Linked DNA regions of Macaca mulatta: region 2 is linked to region 1. A link is a contact called in public Hi-C data. All regions are on one chromosome and are shown on one strand. Each heading gives the region's core, a stretch centred on a gene start, on an enhancer-like site or on the middle of the called end of the contact. The rest is flanking DNA. Distances are from core to core; before and after follow the strand shown. Region 1 has its middle 25 kb from the start of MIR422A. Region 2 holds the start of DAPK2 (death associated protein kinase 2).

Evidence for each region. A called contact is a pair of places that touch in the nucleus more often than the background predicts.
Region 2: a Hi-C map of blood shows a contact between it and region 1, with 2.7 times the contacts expected there. The contact joins the promoter of DAPK2 here to the enhancer-like site in region 1. A contact is called at or near these places in 2 of 14 Hi-C or Micro-C datasets (blood and liver).

The regions. Positions count from the first base shown.
Region 1 is chr7:41,233,926-41,236,625 of T2T-MMU8v2.0, forward strand. No RefSeq gene overlaps it. Among named protein-coding and RNA genes, the nearest start is that of MIR422A, 25 kb to the left of the region's middle. Within about 2 kb of position 1,361, at least 14 of the 40 cell types and tissues checked have an H3K27ac peak or open chromatin away from gene starts, as enhancers often do. A contact at or near this core is called in blood, where this site is marked.
Region 2 is chr7:41,391,520-41,394,219 of T2T-MMU8v2.0, forward strand. It overlaps DAPK2 (death associated protein kinase 2), which reads right to left and starts at 1,421. Exons shown (of 11, transcript XM_077939551.1): 1 at 1,031-1,421.

The sequences.
Region 1 (2,700 bases), core at 111-2,610:
GAATCCTGGCCTGTCATGAAAGATTCCTAAGAACCTACTGAGCCTTAAACCCAGCAGTCAAGGTCCCAGCCTTTGCAGCGCCACCTGGTGGCCTTAGTTACCAAGCATCCCTCAGAAAAGTATGTGTGGATGGCCAGTGAATGCAGACCAGGGCAGAAGGTAACATTGCACGGTGTCCGGCTGGGTGGGGCTGGCCCCAGCGGACACAAGGTCGACATCCAGGACTACCTGTGTGGGTCCTGAGGGAAATGAGGCACAGGTCCTAAAGTTCTACAGCCTCTGTCCGCAGGAGCCACCCAGAGGCAGCCTGCAAGAGCACACACCTGTGGACTTTAAAGTTAGACCTGAGTTCAAACCCCGGCTCCACCAGCTACTAGCCTCGTTATCTCATGCAGCACAACTTCTCAGGTCCTCTGTTTTCTCATCTGCAAAACGGAGACAAGTATAAGTCTGTAGACACATCTAGAATAATGCCTGTGCTTAACAGGAACTTGATTAATGCTCAATGTCTTCCCTTTTATTACTTCCAGATAGCCTTACTCCCTGGCCCTAAAGAACCTAGCTGGGCTCCTGGAAGCTTCCTGTGGCCTGGGAGGGCTCAAGCATTGGAGAGACTGAGGAAGAAGAAATCCACATACTTTTTGTCTTTCTAAACCCTCGCCCTCCTCCTTGCCCCTTCTTTAGCTAGCAAGGGATACATTTCAGGCCTGTCTGAGGTGGGGAGGGAGTTCAGGAAGTGGCTGCAGTTCCCACGAGCAGAGTCAGATGGGGTTCCAGTCCTGTGCTATAGGCCTGGGTGCTCCATCAATCGAGTCTTTTGGCCTGGGAGCAAGGCCCAGTCCCTGCCCTCCCTCAGGGAGCACATTATACTCAGGGAGAGCCGAATAGAGCACAAATCACAGTGAATATGCAGGGGACTAAGTGGACTCAGAGGCCCTGATGAAGTTACTAAATTGACCATCTGCTCCTTTAGATTGCGACACTATTTCTAGAAGCTCCTGACAAAAACGCAACTAGGAGCCCATGAATCCCTCACCCTTTAGTTCAGATGAGCATCTCCGCTTCCCTCCTAGGTCTTCTGGAAGATGGCAGAACCCAAGAGAGATGAGACATGATGAAAACGTAGACAAGACATTGGAACATTTTTGTTCGAAGCTGTAGAAAGGAATGTTCAGAGGACAGAGCAGAGCACTCCTAGAAGGGGTGACTGCAGGGTTCCAGACCCCTTGGCAGTGGGAAGACACCAGCCTGGCCAGAGGAGAGCCTCCCAAAGGGAAACTGGGAGATACTGAGATCGCCTGGGCCACAATTCTGCCCTTTGTACCCATGACAGCAGAGGACCTCCAAGAAGTCAGATGCTGAGAGAACAGAGTCCTAACCTTAGGCATTACCCGATTCCTAGGTGAGGAAACTGAGGACCAGCAAGGGGAGGTGCTTGCCTCAGTCCCATGTGAGTTAATGGATGACCCTGACCTGGACTTCAAGTCTCCCGAGCCTCACTGTACGGTGCAAAGCACTCAGTCTTTGCAGCCAGGTAGAACTGAATTTGAGCCCAATCTCCCCTGCTACTTTGCTAGCTGTTTGGTTTTAGAAAAGTCATCTACCTCTCTGAGCCTTGGTTTCCTGCCTTTGTAAAACAGACCAGAGCTCTTGCTCGGGAGTGTCATCAGGACTAAAGATAATATATGCAAACCACCCGGCACATGGTAAGTGGGGATGCTACGATTATTGCTTCTCCTACACAAACCACACCGGCCACAGACAGGCAGGAAGAGGGCTGGCTGCTGCAGTGCTCAGGCACAGCAGCTTTGCACTTGGTGGCGGTCATGGTAGGGGCATGGGGTTCTAGTTGAAGGAGTCAGATGTGTGGAAAGCAGAATGTGCCTTGTGGCTGGGTAGTGAGGCTCCTTCACTAACCCCAGAGTTGCAGAGTATGCAGGCCGTGGGAGCCACACACCCAGCCCATGGCATGCAGAAGCGAGAGGCATGACCCCTTATTCGTGTGAAGGGCCCTACCAATCACATGCTTTGCAGTCGCCAGAGTGGTTGCCAGGGCCAGAACCACTACAGGGGATCTTCCTTCCCCTTTTGCTCCAGGCTCCTCACTTACATGTCTATTTTTATGCTGTACTGTATGCTGTCAATAAAAAGCACGGCTGTTACAGCAGCAACCCATTCTGAGTGCAATGGAACGGGAACTTCGCCTGCATCAGCTCATTGCATTTCACCCTCATAGAAACCCTGCAGGAGCTTACTGTCGTTCCCACTTTACAAGAGGGAGAACTGAGGCTCAGTTCCTTGCTAACACTTACCCAGCCAAGAAGGTGCCAGAACTGGGATTCAGACGCTGAGGTCCAGGCTAACTCCAAAGCCAGGGTTTCCATGGCAGCACCTCCTGCCCACGTATGATGCTTCTTTCCAGGGAAGGGAGATTGATAGAGGCAGGGCCTACAGGTTATTATTATTATTATTATTATTTTATTTTAAAGAGGGGGGTCTTGCTGTGTTGCCCAGGCTGACGTGCAGTGGCGTGATCATAGCTCACTGCAGCCTCAAACTCCTGTGCTCAAGCAATCCTCCTGCCTGCAGGTTTTGAAGGCTGTAGCAGGACCAACTCCTGGGCAGGTGTGTTGGGAGTAGGGGGCCTCATTTGAACCCCAGAAAGTTTGCTCACGAGGCAGTCCTGAACAAGTAGAAGGC
Region 2 (2,700 bases), core at 171-2,670, 160 kb after region 1:
TGAATCATCAGTGGTGCCACTTGAGGTGCTCAAAAAACATCTTGGGAGATGAGTGGTTTGGGGAAGGACAGGGCTCTGAAGTTAGCTGTGAAGAGGCCAAGGCGCCAGGGCCTCTTAGGTCAACAGGACTCTCCCAGGAATACCTTCCACAGAGGCAGTTGAGAAACGCAGTGTCAGAAACCAGAGCAGCTGCCCTCCAGTGGATTCCAGTGTACAAGAAGTCAGGCACTGTCCCTGCATCTGCCCCCGAGGCAGCCAGCTATGGTGCCCTCTTCTCCAGTGTGTACCCCTACCTTACCATTACCTGCACGGCTTCAACGAAGCTCACCTCTCTGGGCCTCGTTTTCTCTTTTGTAAAGTAACAATACCAGTTTCCACCGTGCAGAGTTATAGTGAGGGTTAGCCAGACCTATGCAGGCCTTGGGACTTCCACAATGCCTGGCTCAGAGTCCTAGACAACTGTTAGCAACGCCCTTCCAAGCCCTTCCACCCCAACCTGCAGCACGCGTGCTGGCTGCCCCTCGCCCACCCTAGCTCTGCCCCAGGCCGGGGCGCCTGACGGCGGGGACCACAGCTTCATTCGTCCCCACAGGAGGCTCAGACATCTGAGCACCCTCCTCGCATCACCTCCTTGTGCCAGGCGGGAGCAGGAGGTGAGAGAGTCGGCCCAAGCTGAAAAGACTTGGCCGGGAGCTGGGCGTGCTCTGCCCGTTCCAGGGGGCCTAACTCGATGGACGTTTGTGTCCCATCTCCCTGCTAGGTGCTTGGCTCTGCCCACCGCTCCCATCCTGTCTCCCAGGTCAAAGTGCCAGGCTCCGGAGGGCGCCCCAGGGCAGCAGCGGGCAGCTCCAGCGCTCCGGTGGCGGCCACAATGCCCCGGGCCACGGCGTCAGGCACTGGGGCGTCGGGCCCGGGATCTGAGAGCGAGTGCCCGGATCTCTTGGCCCCGCCAGCCCCAGCCCCGGGCGCTGCTGCTGTCAGGCCGCGCGCCCCGTCCTGCCCGTCGAGCCCGCAGACAGGTGCTACTCACGGCGGGAGGCTGCGCTGCGGCGACCGCGGCGGGCACTGGGGACACGGCGGGGTGAGCTGGGCTCGGCCCTGCAGTCCTCTCCTCCCAGAGCGCCCGGCGCCCGCCCGCCGAGCAGCCGAGGAGCCGAGGGGGCGGAGCGGCCAGCCCCGTCCCAGGCGCCGGCTGGAGGCGCGCCCGACTGCGCGGGACGGGGCTCTGGGCGCCCCCTGCTGGAGCCCCCTCCGGACAACCCCGGGGCGAGAGCCCAGCTTCCCGGCCAGGTAGGGGACGCCCCAGGGCTCCCAGGCTCCCGGGAGAGCGGGGAGAGTCGGTAGCAAGACCCTCTGCGCGTCCCCACCGGCTCTGCCGCGCACATGCTACGTGGCCTCGGGCAAGTCGGCTACCCTCCCCCGGCCTTATCTGGAAATCGATTTGAATGAGCTTATATGTGTGATATGGTCTGGCACAATCCTCAGAAAAGGGCAATTGCGTGCCTCTCTCCCCACCATACACACCGTGAGCGAGGAAGCCCCACTGAGGAATAGGCCGCCTCCTCCCTCCCAGCCAGCTCTGCTCCCTACACCACAGACTCTCCTGGAAACCTCACGCCCACAGCGCATGGCAAGGTGGGGGCTGCGATGAGAAGGGCCGCTCTGCTCCTCACTGCCCCCGACCCAGCGTGGGAGCGGCCTGCCCTAGTTTGCCCTTTGTCCTAGCATGGTTGGTGAGTGAAGCCTCCATCTCGCCATCACGCCTTCTCTAATAGAGGACTTGGGAGGGGTTGCTCCTCTCTGCCCTCTGCCAAAAAATCCCGAAGAAAAAAAGGAATGAGAGTGGAGTGGGTGAAGGGAGGAAGGAAGGGAAAATAGAACTTAAGCCAAGTTTATTAGTCTTATTTCAAAACAAGAGGCTGTTTAGAGGAAGCAAATGAGGACCCCCCCAACCCCTGGAATTTCCATCCCTAAGTCACCCACGGGGCTCCTCAAAAGGGCCTTAGATTCAGTCCTACCACCAGGTTCAAAGCCCTGCCCTGCCACTCCGTATGTATGTTCTTGGGCATGGCTCTTTCTTCATCAGTAAAGTGGGAGAAACGCTCCTTCCGGTAGCTCCTAATGAAGCTATGGTGGGGTTGAGATGAGATGGAGTGTGTAAGATGCACCTAGAGGACCTCTACCAGTGTGAGCACACACACACCTTCAGCCTTTTGGACATTGGGACAAATACAGATGGACCCCGCCCTCCAGCTGAGCAGTGCCTCCGCGTCCAGGACATCCTTGAGAAAGAGTTCCTTGTTTACAAACTTCACAATAATCCAGAACAGTGCAGTCAGCGAGCCTCCTCTCCTAAGAGCACCATGATATATAGAGTAATATCCAAGACCAGAGGTGGCTTCTGATGTCGATGGACCTAGGGGAAGGACACCCACTGGTGAAGTTTCACCAACATGGGGAGTCCCCCACCAAACTATCCCTAAACACCTCTTCCTCCATTTCCATTTATCTGTCACGGTTGACAAACCATTACCAGCCTTGGTGGCACAGGAGAACAATTTCATTATGTTCATGCATTCTGAGGGACAGAAGTTCAGACAGCACAGTGTGTATGGCTTATTTCTGCTGTGCAGTGTCTGGGATTTCAACTGGGAACACCTGAATAGCTGGGGGCTGAAATCATCTGGAGGCATCTCCATT